5 separate regions of the Mus musculus genome follow, and all the other regions are linked to region 2. Evidence: chromatin contacts called from public Hi-C and HiChIP or PLAC-seq data. All regions are on one chromosome and are shown on one strand. The core of a region is the stretch at or near the end of the contact, and the rest is flanking DNA. Distances in the headings are between cores, read along the strand shown. Region 1 overlaps Gm35940 (a long non-coding RNA gene). Region 2 has its middle 31 kb from the start of Mir125b-1. Region 3 holds the start of Mir100hg (Mir100 Mirlet7a-2 Mir125b-1 cluster host gene). Region 4 overlaps 6720432D03Rik (a long non-coding RNA gene). Region 5 overlaps Gm35940 (a long non-coding RNA gene).

Evidence for each region. A called contact is a pair of places that touch in the nucleus more often than the background predicts. HiChIP or PLAC-seq counts read pairs in DNA pulled down with a chosen protein or histone mark.
Region 1: a Hi-C map of embryonic fibroblasts shows a contact between it and region 2, with 6 times the contacts expected there. The contact joins two enhancer-like sites. A contact is called at or near these places in 6 of 484 Hi-C or Micro-C datasets (cortical neurons, embryonic fibroblasts, muscle stem cells and 1 more) and 8 of 115 datasets of contacts at active chromatin or transcription factors (craniofacial prominence, embryonic brain, embryonic fibroblasts and 5 more).
Region 3: an H3K4me3 HiChIP or PLAC-seq map of forebrain shows a contact between it and region 2, with 2.8 times the contacts expected there. The contact joins the promoter of Mir100hg here to the enhancer-like site in region 2. A contact is called at or near these places in 1 of 484 Hi-C or Micro-C datasets (cortical neurons), 5 of 115 datasets of contacts at active chromatin or transcription factors (embryonic basal ganglia, embryonic hindbrain, embryonic midbrain and 2 more) and 1 of 9 other capture datasets (embryonic stem cells).
Region 4: a contact with region 2 is called in an H3K4me3 HiChIP or PLAC-seq map of embryonic limb bud, with 5 times the contacts expected there. The contact joins two enhancer-like sites. A contact is called at or near these places in 1 of 484 Hi-C or Micro-C datasets (nephron progenitors) and 9 of 115 datasets of contacts at active chromatin or transcription factors (astrocytes, craniofacial prominence, embryonic basal ganglia and 6 more).
Region 5: a contact with region 2 is called in an H3K4me3 HiChIP or PLAC-seq map of embryonic limb bud, with 5 times the contacts expected there. The contact joins two enhancer-like sites. A contact is called at or near these places in 2 of 484 Hi-C or Micro-C datasets (the N1E-115 cell line and nephron progenitors) and 7 of 115 datasets of contacts at active chromatin or transcription factors (astrocytes, embryonic basal ganglia, embryonic forebrain and 4 more).

Annotation. Positions count from the first base shown.
Region 1 is chr9:41,807,635-41,810,334 of GRCm38.p6, forward strand. All of the region lies in intron 1 of Gm35940 (a long non-coding RNA gene), which reads left to right. Among named protein-coding and RNA genes, the nearest start is that of Gm35940, 3.4 kb to the left of the region's middle. Within about 2 kb of position 1,402, at least 60 of the 459 cell types and tissues checked have an H3K27ac peak or open chromatin away from gene starts, as enhancers often do. A contact at or near this core is called in embryonic fibroblasts and muscle stem cells, where this site is marked.
Region 2 is chr9:41,611,201-41,613,939 of GRCm38.p6, forward strand. It overlaps a transcript of Mir100hg not described here. Among named protein-coding and RNA genes, the nearest start is that of Mir125b-1, 31 kb to the left of the region's middle. Within about 2 kb of position 1,416, at least 126 of the 459 cell types and tissues checked have an H3K27ac peak or open chromatin away from gene starts, as enhancers often do. A contact at or near this core is called in the N1E-115 cell line, cortical neurons, craniofacial prominence and 5 more, where this site is marked.
Region 3 is chr9:41,375,122-41,377,821 of GRCm38.p6, forward strand. Mir100hg (Mir100 Mirlet7a-2 Mir125b-1 cluster host gene) reads left to right here and starts at 1,405. Exons shown (of 5, transcript NR_131928.1): 1 at 1,405-1,555.
Region 4 is chr9:41,859,468-41,862,167 of GRCm38.p6, forward strand. The region is part of intron 3 of 6720432D03Rik (a long non-coding RNA gene); the gene reads right to left. Among named protein-coding and RNA genes, the nearest start is that of 6720432D03Rik, 15 kb to the right of the region's middle. Within about 2 kb of position 1,439, at least 85 of the 459 cell types and tissues checked have an H3K27ac peak or open chromatin away from gene starts, as enhancers often do. A contact at or near this core is called in craniofacial prominence, embryonic basal ganglia, embryonic fibroblasts and 2 more, where this site is marked.
Region 5 is chr9:41,833,460-41,836,159 of GRCm38.p6, forward strand. It overlaps Gm35940 (a long non-coding RNA gene), which reads left to right. Exons shown (of 3, transcript XR_379298.3): 3 at 1-1,058. Among named protein-coding and RNA genes, the nearest start is that of Gm35940, 29 kb to the left of the region's middle. Within about 2 kb of position 1,397, at least 19 of the 459 cell types and tissues checked have an H3K27ac peak or open chromatin away from gene starts, as enhancers often do. A contact at or near this core is called in the N1E-115 cell line and embryonic limb bud, where this site is marked.

The DNA.
Region 1 (2,700 bases), core at 152-2,651, 200 kb after region 2:
TTCACCATAGGGTTGGTTTTAAATTAATTTTGATGGTTATGTGCTTGAGAGCCGTACATCACTGCTAAAATTTTCTGATCCCCACATTCAGCTACACCCATGTTTTAAGAAGCTAAAGGCCTGATGTGGTGGTTTGAAGAGACGGGTTTGAAGATCTTATATTTGAACGTGTAGACATCAAGGAGTGGCACTATTTGAAAGGATTAGGAGGTGTGGCCTAATTGAAGGAAGTGTGTCACTGGAGATGGGCCTAGTTGCTCTGTCTTCCTGCTGCCTGTGGATCCACACGTGAAGTTCATAGCTTCATTTCCAGCACCATGAATACCTGTGTGCTGTCATGCTTCTACCATGATAATGGATGAAACCTCTGAACTGTAATTTCAGTTAAGTGTGTGTGTGTGTGTGTGCATGTGTGTATACATGTGCATATATGAATGCCCATGGCCATCCTGTCTTTTCACAGCAATAGAGCACTAAGAAAGAAGACCATAATATTGAGGTTTTACCTTCAATGTAATTTTTCATGCCTACTTCTCACTGAATCACTATAAAGAAGCCAAAGAAAAATCTTCCTGAGCAGTGCCTGCCTTAATTTTCTTACTGTAAGAATCACACACCTACTCAGCCCATCTGTCATTATAGCAATGTTAAAAAGTGACATTCTTAAGGTGTAACAATGAAGATTTAAGTGAGGCCCATGTTTCCAAGTGAAGCCCTAATGTTTGATTCAGATCCAGTGATTTGAATCAAAATATTTCCATGGGAACCTGCAGCCAGCCTGAAATACTTACTCCCAAATTGAATAAATCTTTTTTTTAATAAGTTCTGGGTTTTGTTTGTTTATTTTTTATTTGCTCTCTAAACCAATACAATGAACTGAAAGACAGTTTTAAAAACAATACTGACACATGCAGATAAAAGCTGTCCTTTCTAAACAGTATTTAAACAATAAAATTAAATTTCTTTGAGCATCAATTCCCTGAGCTGTAGACAGTGTCTAGTACAATGGAGAACAAATGGATGAGTGAATGAATGAAAAAAAAACTTTGTTTAAATGAAAGATTTATAAGATCTGAAGAGAAAGCAGACTATGAAAGACTTTCAAAACTTGTGTTCAGTGGCCAGTGATGAACTGATCAATAAGAAAGAGCCAGAAATGGTAACACATGAAGCTGGGAAACTCACAAAGTCTATCTTAAGATAGCATTAAGAAGAATACTGAAGGAAGAAGTCAGCCTATTGGGTCAGAAGATCAGGGTCACCAGAATTGTTATCATAGACTACCACAAACTGATTCAACTAATTTTCCGCTGAGCAATGCATTCCAGGGCTTTTGAAAGTCCCCACACTTCACAGCATGCTTCCCCAGCAGGAAGGGCCCCTTAAACATAATTTGATTCAGTCCATGTGTTTAGAAGAAAAAGGCAAAGACCCAAAGCAGTGGTGTAGCATGCCCGAGGTCACACAGTTATGTAGCCACCCACTCAATGTTCCTTCCAGGGCACCATGGTACCATGCTAAGAGTTCGTGGAAGGGATGGAAAGCCAGGATAGTGAAAAGCAGGATTCTAGACACAGAAGAGCTACTTAAGAAAGGATGGGCTCTAAGGATTCAGAGTGAGTGGGGAAAAACAGGAAAGAATGTAAAACATTGATGTAAAGGAGCCTCAAGACTCCCCGCAGAGCAAGAGGGACACAAGAACTTGGTTGATAAACATATGGAGAAGGAACATGGCTATAAATCCAGTTGGGACACTTCCTTTTCAAAGGATCTGTCCCAAACACAGCAATGTCACAGGAATGCAGGCTGCTTTGCTGTTGGCTGGAAGAAAGAGAAAGTGGCTTGAGCCACGCCTCATAGCAAGCATTTCCGAGTGAGATTCCATCATCCCAAGCGGTGCCAGAACCACCAAACCACCAAGGACCATGGGGAAATGACTGGCTACTCTGATCCAAGCAGAACCAAAGGATTGAGATGTTCCAGGAGTTGCTTTTAAAGAAAGTTTTCCCCTGCCCTACTGAGAAGAGAAAACCCATGAAGAAGGGAGAAATGGAGCTGTGTTACAATTCATCAGTAAAGCAGGAGAGCGAGAAAGGCAGGAACAAGGCGGCTTATATACTTTCCATAGCATGAAAACCTGTGGGCCTGGAAGGGAATGCAATGAGAACTTTTGACATAGACAGCCAAGATTTGGCTGCTGGACTGTTGGAATAGCTGCAGACACAGGGAAGAGTGAAACATGCAGCCTCCTAAGGGCTGGCATAAGAACATAGCCCGGACAAGAAGACAGGCAGCCAAAAGCCTAATTGCCTTAAAGTTCAGGTCGAGCCTGGAGACCCAGTGCTAGAACTTTGCCCAAATGAGGGAAATGGGGCTTCTGTCTAATGAACTCAATCAGGCAGATGGACCCTCTCACTTTCTACACTGTGTTCAGACTGTCGGAGATCAAGATAAACCACGGTCGCTCTGAAACAGTCCTTTCTCCTTTGCTCTGCCTGTCAATGGCCTCATAACCTTCAGACCTTTTTGAATGTTCTGTAGGAGCAAGCCGAGAATGATTGGACAACCAGTTGTTTTGTTCTGTTTTGTTTTTTGTTTTTAATGCATGTAGTGACTTCTTGAGGATTCTAATTAGGAGATGATAAACATGTAGGACCTTAGATCAAGTGTGTGAAGCATCAAGCCGCCTTCCATCACTAC
Region 2 (2,739 bases), core at 166-2,665:
GGTCAGAGAAGTTAGTAACTGGCTCTTTGATGCTAAGCCCTGATATGCACTATCATATCACCAAAGGAAGGGCTGAGATAGGACTCATACCAAATATCTTGGTCCCAAGATGTGTTTAATTTGTGCTTCATCTTCTGAAGTTACAAGACTTAGCTCCTGCTGGGGTGTTTGCTCTCTACCTGCTGAAATTTCTTAGCCTATACCGAATATCCAATGTAAGTACAACCACTCTCAGGGCACACTCCTTTAGGTCTGCCTTCTTGCTTTTTTTGTGTGTGTGTTTAGTAGAGACTGGAAACATCTCTGAGACAAACTGCAATGAAGATTTTTGAGATGGAATAAACAGTCAGAATACATAACACTCTGAAGTGGCTGGCTACCTTCCCCTGAGATGGAGCAGATCTGTAGTGTTCTCTTAGCTCCAGGGAAGAGGAATGCTCGTTAGCCAGCATCCAGTGTCTGGAGCCTATACAACCACAGGGGCAAATAGGGAATTGTCTTCCTGCTCAGCTCTAGGTCTCCCAGCCTCCCCCCCCCCGCCCCCCGCCCCTCGCAGATAAAACTGTTGCACATGCAGCCTATGGTCTCTGGAGAGTCCCAGGAAAGGACCATGGAAAGGAACTTAGAAATTCCAGAGCAAACTCAACACATAAAGCTCAATGAACTGCCATGTTTAATGAAATTAACTGACTTAAAACAAAAACAGAGTCGAGGACCCCAGTGATCTCTAGATTTTAAAAAAGAAAGAAAACCTTTTGGAGAAAAGAGATTTAAAAAGAGCATAACAAAACATTTTTTTTTCACGTTCATCAAATAGTGTTTTGAAATATCCGGTTGTTGTGTGGGAGAGACCGGGAGAGGCTGGGGAGGACTGGGCCACTGTAATTTAATTGCTTGTAATCTAACTTCGCTTTTTGTCCCTATTTTTCTTCCTTTCTTTCTTTTCTTCTTCTTCTTCTTTTTTTGTATCAGTTAATCTGTTGGTTACATTTTCAGCTTTTCTTTGCTTCTGGTTTCATTTTCAGATGAAAAAAAAATGCTAGGCACACAGGGCTGCTGTCTGGTTGCCATGGTGACCACAGCCTATTATCCTGCCTTGTCATTCATCAAGAAAGAATTGCACTTGACAGAGGCAGAGGGAAATGCCTGCAGTCTGCAGCATAGGAAGGGGGGAAAAAAGCTTTTCTTGTCTTCTATATACGTAAAGGCCCTTTAATGCCCGTTTAGTTACATGTTTTATTTAGCATTATTTATTACTTGTAACGCTGATAATTGATACCTGTAAAAATACAACCCCTCCCTTCAATGTATTTAACGTGCAATTTGTCCATTTGCTTTGCTTTGCTTTTCCCATTTCAGACCCATAACTGGTGTTACACCCCCACTCCCTGCCACCACAAATACTGAGTCCATTCCAGGAATAGAAACCGCCGAAGGATTACATTCTCCACGGAGAACGATCTCTATGAAGGTAGCTAACCGAGCCAGCTTTTCCCCTTTTATAAGCAACAGTTCCTGTGTCTTGCTGCTCCTAAAACTGATGAGTGCTGTGTATGACCAATGAATAATTGAATCTAACTACTGATTAAATTATTTCTCCAGGTGTGCAATGTCTGTGAAATACGGTGCCAACAAAAGAATTCCAAACTGTGGCAGTCTTTTCATGAGATAATCACATATAAAATCAGGATTGTTTCTTTTACAAATGGGAGTCTACGACGAATCCATTGTTCTTCAAAGGCAGGAAAGGGCTCTTACTTATTATTGGGCTAGTCCTCATTACGGCCACCTGAATGAATCCAAAGTACTTCCAAAAATAAATGGTTTCATGACTTTTGTATGTTTAAACACCTAGGCTTTTGTTTATTTTTTCAAGTCTGATATTTTCCACCTCATTATTCACCTCTTAAAACGTCTGTATCCGGCTGGGCCATTTTAAACAAGTTTGCTGATGGCTTGCTTTGCCCTCCTGGAATTGTTTGGTTTCCTTGTTAAGGTGAAGAATGTTGTAAAAGGGGCAGTCTCCTAAGTTGTGACCTCAAAGGGTGGTGTCTGAATCTCTCCTCTTTTGTGTCTGATCAGGAAGAAGATGGACAATGTCTATACGCCATCTTCAGTTGGTAACGCTGTGGCAGTTAGCATAACCAGTGCTAGGCAAGATTCAACCGCACTGGCTGCGGTATGCGTGGCCAACCGGAGTGAGGACAAATCCCATTCCGTCTGAAGACTGTCTCCTGCCAGAGATCAAATGCAGCTCGCACATACATGACACCAAGCAGAAGCAAGTACTATTCCATTACAAATGAAGCAGAGAGAGCCAGAATTATTTGGTCAGCTTGGTATTCAAAATGGTTGAGATTCTGACCTTCCCACTCCTTCCTTAATTATCTTGATAATTTTGGCAAGAGGAGGTTTGTGGGGTGGAGAGGGATAATTCTGAAAGAATTAAATAATTATAGCAGTCAGGAAATCCATCCAGGGTTTTATAAATTCCTGCATAATAGTTCAAAATCTCTTGATTTTTCATCGTGTATAAGCTAAATTCATTAGCACATACCTTAGATCATCTGTTAGATGCCTAGCAGTGTAAAAACACAGGGCCTGTGAAGTGTTTTTTTTGGTTTTGTTTTGTTTTTAATCTTGACTTTTACAGAATAAAAACTACCACCACCAACAACAACAAGAGAACAGACATGTTGCATTTAAAATTGTACCTATTTCTTTCTGGCTCTCAGCTTT
Region 3 (2,700 bases), core at 155-2,654, 240 kb before region 2:
CATTTTGGTCTGACGTGAATTATTCTTTCTTTGTCAGTTCTTGTGAGAGCTTTATTCAGGCCTTGTGAGATTTACAATGTGAAATCGTACACTGTCTCTGCCCTTAAAGGAAGAGGAGAACTCAGAGTGTGTGTCTGTGGGCTTTCTAGGAGTTGGGAGTTAACCCATTTTGGACAGCTCTCTTTCGTAGATTACCTACATATGGCAGAGAGGAAAAGAGAGACTCCCCAATGTGGAAGGCAGACATTTTGCTCATGTCTTAAGCAGTTTTATTTACAATGTTGCATGTTACAAGGTTGCTTTGGCTTATTTCCACTCCCCATTCTCAGAATATATGAAACCCCAGAGACACTGGTATGTAGTTAGAGATTTTGTTTATGGTTATCTTGCTATGTTGATTGCTTAACCTACTCTTCCAAAAGATTTTTTTCCCATAAATTCAAATTAACTTGAGAATTTTTACATACATCAGGTATGTCTGCATACATATTTCATAAGTACGTTAATATGAAAAATTTAAGGGGGTCTTCTAAAATATGTCATTGGGGGCAAAAATCTCCAGATCAGATTAGAACACACTAGACTTGGTTGCTTTGGTTCACAAAGTAATGCCCAGGTATTTGTGTAGTAGTTTATTGTATTTTAATGAGATGAGAGTTTATTATTTAAAAATTTCAGGCTAGATACCCAGATTTTCACAGCACATTTAAATCTACCACAAAGGGTCACTCATCTTTATTTTTTTTTTTCTAGAATAATATGGTTTGGATGCATTGAAAAGTTTAGTATGTGTTATTAATAACACATGTCCAGCCTAATGTTTTTATTCTTCTGGGCGGGCCTATGCTAGAATTTTCTTCCCCAAGGTGTGTCTGAATCCTGCTAATGCTTTCAGCCTGCAAAGACAGGAAGTGCACACACGGCCACAGCACATGACCCTCCTTCTAGAACACATCTTGAAAATGTTTCGACTGCTTTCTGAGCACAGGGACAATGGCTTATGGTTGGGGGTGGGTGTGCTCTTCTCCTGCCTGACCTTTGGCTTGCTGAGAGATGTGTATGGCTACCCTGGGCTCTCTCAGCTGCTTTCAGGCTGCAGAGAAGGCGGCACCCACATTGGGAAGCAAAAGCTGTCGCAGGCTGCCTTGCCCATGACAGCGTGTCTAAAAATACATCCACCGAGATGCAGGCATATGCTCGCGCCTCGGTGTGAAGGAGCTCTCGCCTGTGTTTCTTGCTATCCCCATCTAAATGCTGGAGCGAGGAGTTAAATTATTCCAGAAGGCCCGCCAGGGTCTGATTTGCCACTGTCTGCTTCCTCGTTGCCTTTGAATGGGACCCTTGATCCAAGGCTTTCAGAGACCAGCCGGTGCTGATGGGGGTCCGTGACTTGGCGGTGGCGCCTGTTTGCTCCTTCTCTGTCTCGAGCATGGTTTTCTATCCTGCCGGGGAGGGCGAGAGCGCTGGGCAGAGGTGGCACCTGACCCGCTAGAACTCCGATGTCACTGCTGTGGCTGTTACTCCCCTCGGCAAGAGTCAAGGCGCACGCAGGACGGTGGGTCACCTCGCTGGCTATTTTGCACATTTCCTTTCTTCTCCTCAACCTTGTTAGGTTTTTTTCTAAGTGCCCAGGGGTTGAGGGGTTTTCCTAGCCCCTCTCTATCCTCGATCTATTCTGATTTGAATCTCTCTCAGGATTTGTAACACTTCCTCTCATTAGGAAAGCTTTGCTAGACTCGCATTCCCTGTCTCTGTAAACAGGGTTTTTTTTTTTGTTGTTTTTTTAATGATTTGTTGTTTTGGGGGTCTCTCTTTTGAATGTCAGCTCCAAATGTCTTAGCTTCTGGGGCTACCTCACACACTGAAACGGTTGTTGAGCTATTGTACCCGAGAGGAGAGGACACAGAAATGGCTCTTTAGAATAATAATCTCAAAAGGGAGATGAGAAAGACCCCAGAGGACAGCCTGTGCTCCTGCTCCAGCCTGGCTGAGAAAAGGGGGTCTCCAGGTGAGACTACTGTCTCCTTTACAGAGTCAGAGAGCGTCAAGATACTTTGTGTCTCATTTAAAATGATTTTAATTCTAACAAGAGGGACTAATGAAAGAAATCCCATTTCCCATGTAGGAGAAAGGAGAGGCACAAAGCACACATATGAAGGGCTCCAGAGCACACCATTCCTCTGGAAACCGGAAAGTGAGGGAGAGCGATTGTTACCTAGTCTCTCTCTCTCTCTCTCTCTCTCTCTCTCTCTCTCACACACACACACACACACACACAGAGTTTCAGAGTAGCAGTATTTCTGTGTCCTTGGCCACCCAAGGCAGTGCATTGTTTTTCCAAAGGTTATGTGGAGGTTTTTGTAAAACGAAATAAAAAAAAATTATTTATTTTATTTCAGACGGTGAGTAAGCTCAGAATGCATTCAGTACTAACCAATACAGAATACAGACATGCCCAACATAAGCTGTTATTCTCCACGAGCAACCAAACACCACAACACACACACACACACACACACACACACACACACACACACACACACACACACACACACACCCTCCCCCTCAAACAAACAAACCCAATGTTAGCCAAAATCCAGACTGCCTGTAAATCTTGAAGTGTTTTCCTCTGTGGAGAAGAATGAACCTCCCCGGATGCTTTTCTGCAGCTGAACATTTTCTATTGCTTTTCTTCTCTGC
Region 4 (2,700 bases), core at 189-2,688, 250 kb after region 2:
CGAAGATGGTTATGGAATTGTTGAGGGAAGAGCATGTGATGGGTTTAAAGAATAAAGATGGGGATGTGTGTGTGTGTGTGTGTGTGTGTATACACGCATGCACACATGTGTATGTGAGTATATGTGTGTGCATAATCTATATATACATCTATATGCACGATATGCTGGCATAAGTATATGTATGGCATGTTTATTGTGATGCAGGAGCATATTCAAAGAAGGGAAACAAGTTTTGCAAACAAGCATCTTTTTAACATTCAAGGTCACCTGTTCTTTTTTCTTTTCTCTCTCCCTGGTCACCTTCTTCTTCCATACAAACCCCAGAGAGCTTGGCATCTTCATCCATTTCATCTATATACATTCATTCCCTCTCCTCATGGATACTCACCTACTACCCTTAGCTTCCGCACACATCTTTCCCACACCATATTTTAACTTAAGCATATTTTAACATAGTCTACAGTTGAAGATAAAGACCTAAGAGCTGCAAAGCTTCGGAAATGAGTCAGCACCAGGCTGCTGAGCATGGGACTGGGAGACTGAGACACAGGAGAGAGACGTTTCTCTCTTTCCTGGTGTGTGTGGGGATAGGTTAAAGAAAGGAGGCTGTTTGTGTGCTGTTTCTTTCTCCATGGGGCAAAGCCCTCTGGAGAGTTATCACTTTAAGTCAGTCTGTTTCTTTGCTGGCTTCTGTGGACTTTGCAATTGCCTCAGAGTATATGTCTGATGGCAAAAGCCTCCTCGGTTACTAGTTTCTAACCATCTCACCCCCTGCACGAGAGGTGCCTTAGGAGGGTGGGAGGAGGGCAGTGTCTTTTCCCAAACTAGACTGTGATGGAGAGTATAGTGAAAACACTTACTAGGATTATCCAGTGCTTGTTGAACCTGGCTGCTCTTTTTTGGGTATAGACATCGAGGGGTAGAGGACAAGCTTGAACTCAGAGCCTTGGACTTACAAGAGGTAAACTTAGTTTTTCTGAATCAGCTCCCTCCTCTGTGAGATGAAGACTTGACCATCCATCCCTCTGTTTGGCTATGTGCTAAAGGAAACAAACCGATCCATACTCTAGCAACTAAAATAACATTCCCTTCCTACCTCCCGGGATCATAAAGCAGAAACACAGATCTGATGCTACAAATGAGCTTTGAATTGTGTGTGTACAAAACTGGAGCTAAGAGAGAACTTTTGCACAAGCTTATTACCTGTGCCCTGTGGATGCTGTGTGCTTTGCTGGACCTGCAAGGGTTATTTTTGCAGACGACAGCCGACCCCCCCCTCCTGCACACCCCCTCCCCCAGTTTCCGTCTGTGTAGCTCCCAGCAGATGTATTAAGTATAGTCTTGGAGCCTTTCCAGGCTCTCTCTTTAAGACACAGAATGTTGAATATTTCCTGCACACAGCAGGCAGCTCTGGCCTGGCACAGTGCCAGGAAATCTGCTGGGTGCCGTCCTGTCCCCACCCCTTCTCCAGTATCTGTGCCCCAGCCCCAACTTGTCCAGATTCCCTGGGGCTTCCTTGGGAAACAGGGTAAAGTTAGAGCAGAGACTGCCACTGCAGCACCATGGCTTACAGCCACAATTACCTGCCCCCTGCTCCCCTGCTTCCCCCCCCCCCCCAGGGCGCTATGGAAGATGGGAAGGGAGGCTTACTGCTAGCTGTGCCTTTGCTTGCTGAAGACACCAAACCCCTTGGGAGGCAGAGGGGGCATCTGAGCTGTCTTGAGGTGGGGCCCTGCCTTGGTTGAGAAATGTCCATAAGAAAATGAAAAGGCAGAGACGTGAACAAAGTGTTGCGTTTATGTCAGGGGCTGTCCCCACCTGCAGAGAGTGGGAGATAGGCCCTCATCTGTCTGCTTCTGCAATGCGAGCTGTTTCACTGTAAGGTCTCCAGGCTAATGCCTCCTTCCTCCGGCAGCTGCACAAACTGAATCCATATTCCCCTGCAAACAGTGCCAGCAAGGAAGGGATGGTAGGAGTCTCTGGGAGGACTCCCCTTTGGATCCATGTCCTCTTTCTCTTTTCAATCAGTTGGTGAACTCCCTTGCATAGGTCTAACATGAGCGCCTCACTCTGGACACATTTACATTGAAGCAGCAACTAGGACTCTGCCTTTTCATGTCCTCTTTTCTTGTGATCTCCACTCCTTCTGTCTGCCCAATTGCTCCTCAAACTCCCCCCATGTTTGTTTTTAATCCTCTAGCGGGTAACATGGTCACTTGTGACATCCCTCCATTGAATGCACATCCTTGTTCCTAGCAGCAGTAATTCAACTGGCAGTGCACAGTCTGCAGTAGAGGAGAGAGGAAACTAGACTCCCCAAGGTGCTAGGACTGGTCCAATCATCCAGAAAACACACAGACACCACTTTCTACCTACAGAGCTCCCTGGAGCCTGATCCCTCCCTAGTGAACAGGCCTTCTATAGCAAGAAAGCCCTGTTATCAGAGTAGCATGCAGGACAGGCAGAGGCCCTGAAAGAACAGGAGAATCAAGGCCTCTCTGGTGAGCAGATGGTCAAGCAGAGAAGGACTTAAGAGACAGGACTGCCTTCCCCTGTGGAAAGAGTTGCAGTCCTAAGTCCAAGTTCAAGCTCTGCCCTTAACCGACTTGGGTGGCTGCAACATCTTCTGACCTCAGGCCCTTCACTTATAAACCAAGACAACTGAAACAAATAATCACTAGTACCTCCCATCTCTGAGAT
Region 5 (2,700 bases), core at 147-2,646, 220 kb after region 2:
AAACACAATGAATACTCTTTGTTGGTTTCTATATGTTTCTAGAGTCTTAGTTTTTTTTAATTATTATTTATGTGTATGTGTGTCTAACTGTATGTGTATGCACACATGCATGCATGTACCATCAGACACCAGAAGAGGGCACCAGAGCCCCCTGGAGTGTAGAGTTACAGATGGTTGTGAGCCACTCAGCATGAATGCTGGGAAACAAATCCTTTGAAAGAGAAGCAAGTGCTCTTTAACTTTCTCTCTCTAGCCCCAAAGAAGGCTTTTAAAAAGAGCAGGGTTGAAACATGAAAACTGTGATTAGGAGTTCAGGCTTTGTAGGAGGAAGACCAGATAAAGATGCATGGCTCTGCGTCTCACTAGCAAGGTGACCTCAAACCCATTGCTAGGCTGTGGGCCCCGATCTGTGAAATGACAATAACCACATCTACAGCACAGAAGTGTGTCCATGTGTCAGTGGCCATTAATACTACTCCTGCTATGTGCTAGATATTGATAATTAATATGGACTATGCCCAAGGTCACACATGGCAACCTACTGATCAAAACCCATTATGGCTTGGCACTCTGTAAGCATGCTCCTTACAATGTCAGGACCATAAACCACTCAGCCCCCGTATCTGGCAAATGACTACAGGTTAATGTAAAAGGTCAAAAATCTTTTGTCTTATTTTATTTTACATTTTTCTCTCACATAGGGTAAAAGAGAGAAAAAAAATCTTAACACTGATTAGGAGGTTAAGAAAAAAAAGTTCTAGAAACCAGAAAAAGAAAATTTTTTTCTCTGAAGATGTGAATGCCTGTCACAAACTTTCTTGGCTTGGCATATCATGAGTCACTTCTTTTGTTCTCTGAAACTGACCAGAACTTTAACTAAATTTTGGTGTCAAGTCAAAGCCTACCCTTACCCTTCTCGTATTGTAAACAAGTCCACTGAAGATCCAGGTTAAAGTATTTTCTCTTTTCAGCTTGATGAATTACTAACAAGAACGGCACATGAGATAATGTCTCTTGGTATCTGGATAATACACTGCCTCTCAAACCTACGACAGAAATACTGGCTTCTCTCTGTGTGCTTCTAATGGCCTTGGGGTGGGGGGATAGCTTAAATCAAAACCTTCCTCGTTACCTACCACAATCCTCTTGGTTGTAGTGGTCCTGAGGTTTGAGGAGCTGTTTGCTAACCCTGTGATCCCAAAGCTCACACTGAACTTGGGTTGTTAAAATGCTCCAGAGGGGACCTGAACCATGGCAATCGGAGACCTCCCTCCACTCATGCCAAAATACCCTTCGCCTTTAAGGGCTCTTTTTAAAGCCAGAGAGTTCTCTCTGATCCTCCTTAATAAAGTGCCCAGGCAGCGGTAGTAACAACGCTCCCCTTCCTTATTTGAGATCTGTGCAGTCTCATTAAATTTGATGTGTCACAGAGGGCTTGAGTATGTGAAAGGCAGGCGGTGGGAGCTGGACTGGAGGTTGCCAGCTTTACTAAGGAAACGTAATTCATTACACCTTTTCAAAATGGACGCCCCTCTGGCTTCCTGCTCCATTGATTCCCCCCTCCCCTTCGCAAGTAACGAGTGAAGGGCCTGCTCAGCCTGCAGATTTAACCCTTATTAACAGCTGTTTAAATTAGAGATGCAGTTTGATGGAGAGATGGGAGCCCCTCAAAGGAAACCAAGATTAAAGCATGCATAAGACTGGAGCTGGGTTGTTGAGACAGCACCCCTGCCACCCCCCAAAAAGGAGGGGCTAGTGTTGCTATTAAGCAGTTTGTCTAAATAATATGTTCCTGCTTTGCCATGATTAAATATTCATGGCCTACACTCCCACCTCTGTTGCCCCCACTCCTTTGCAATAGTCATAGAAGAAGGAAAATTTGCTGGACTGTGCAAAACAAAGAATCCTGTGACAATAACCAGTTGGTTTGCCTGCTTCCTCCTTCTTGAGATTGATCTGAAACTACTCTGAAACCTAGCTGACTCCAAGCACCTTTGAGACCTGGGAGTGAACTACTGGGTTCTCTTGAAGGGAGCCGTCTGTTCTGGAAGCAGAGTCTGCAAGACAGAAGACAAGGTTCACCCTCCAAGTGCAACCATGGATTCTGTGGGATTATATCATTCACCTGGCCCATAAACTAACCTGGAAGCAAAAGGACAAAGGTCAGGGTCAAGGAGCACCCACATGTCAGACAGGCACGTAAAATTCACAGTCCGACATCATTATACATCCCTGGATAGTTATGCATCCTGCCCAATAGAAACTAATAAACCAAGAAATATCTGAAAAAGAAAATCTAATGATATTTACTTATTTACTCATTTGCTCGGGTCTCTACTCTGAGCTTTGTACCTGGCAATATTGTGGTGCTGGCAATTTCAAAGGTCAGCAAACCACCTGACAAAAAACAATGTAAGAGAGGAACGGTCTACTGGAGCTCATACCTTGAGCCTATGGCCGATCATGGCCAGGAAGGAGCATACGACAACTGCCCATATTACATCTGTGTTCTGGAAGCAGAGAGCCATGGGCGCTAGCTGGTGCTCAGCTGGCCCTCTCTTCTGTATTCAGCCAAGCAGTTATATGTCTCACCTTGCTGATGCTAGTCTAAAAGAAAACCCTTCATGAACATCCTCAGGGGTTTGTCTCCGAGCGGCTTTAGATCCTACCAAGCTGGTATTGAGTACAAACCATCACACT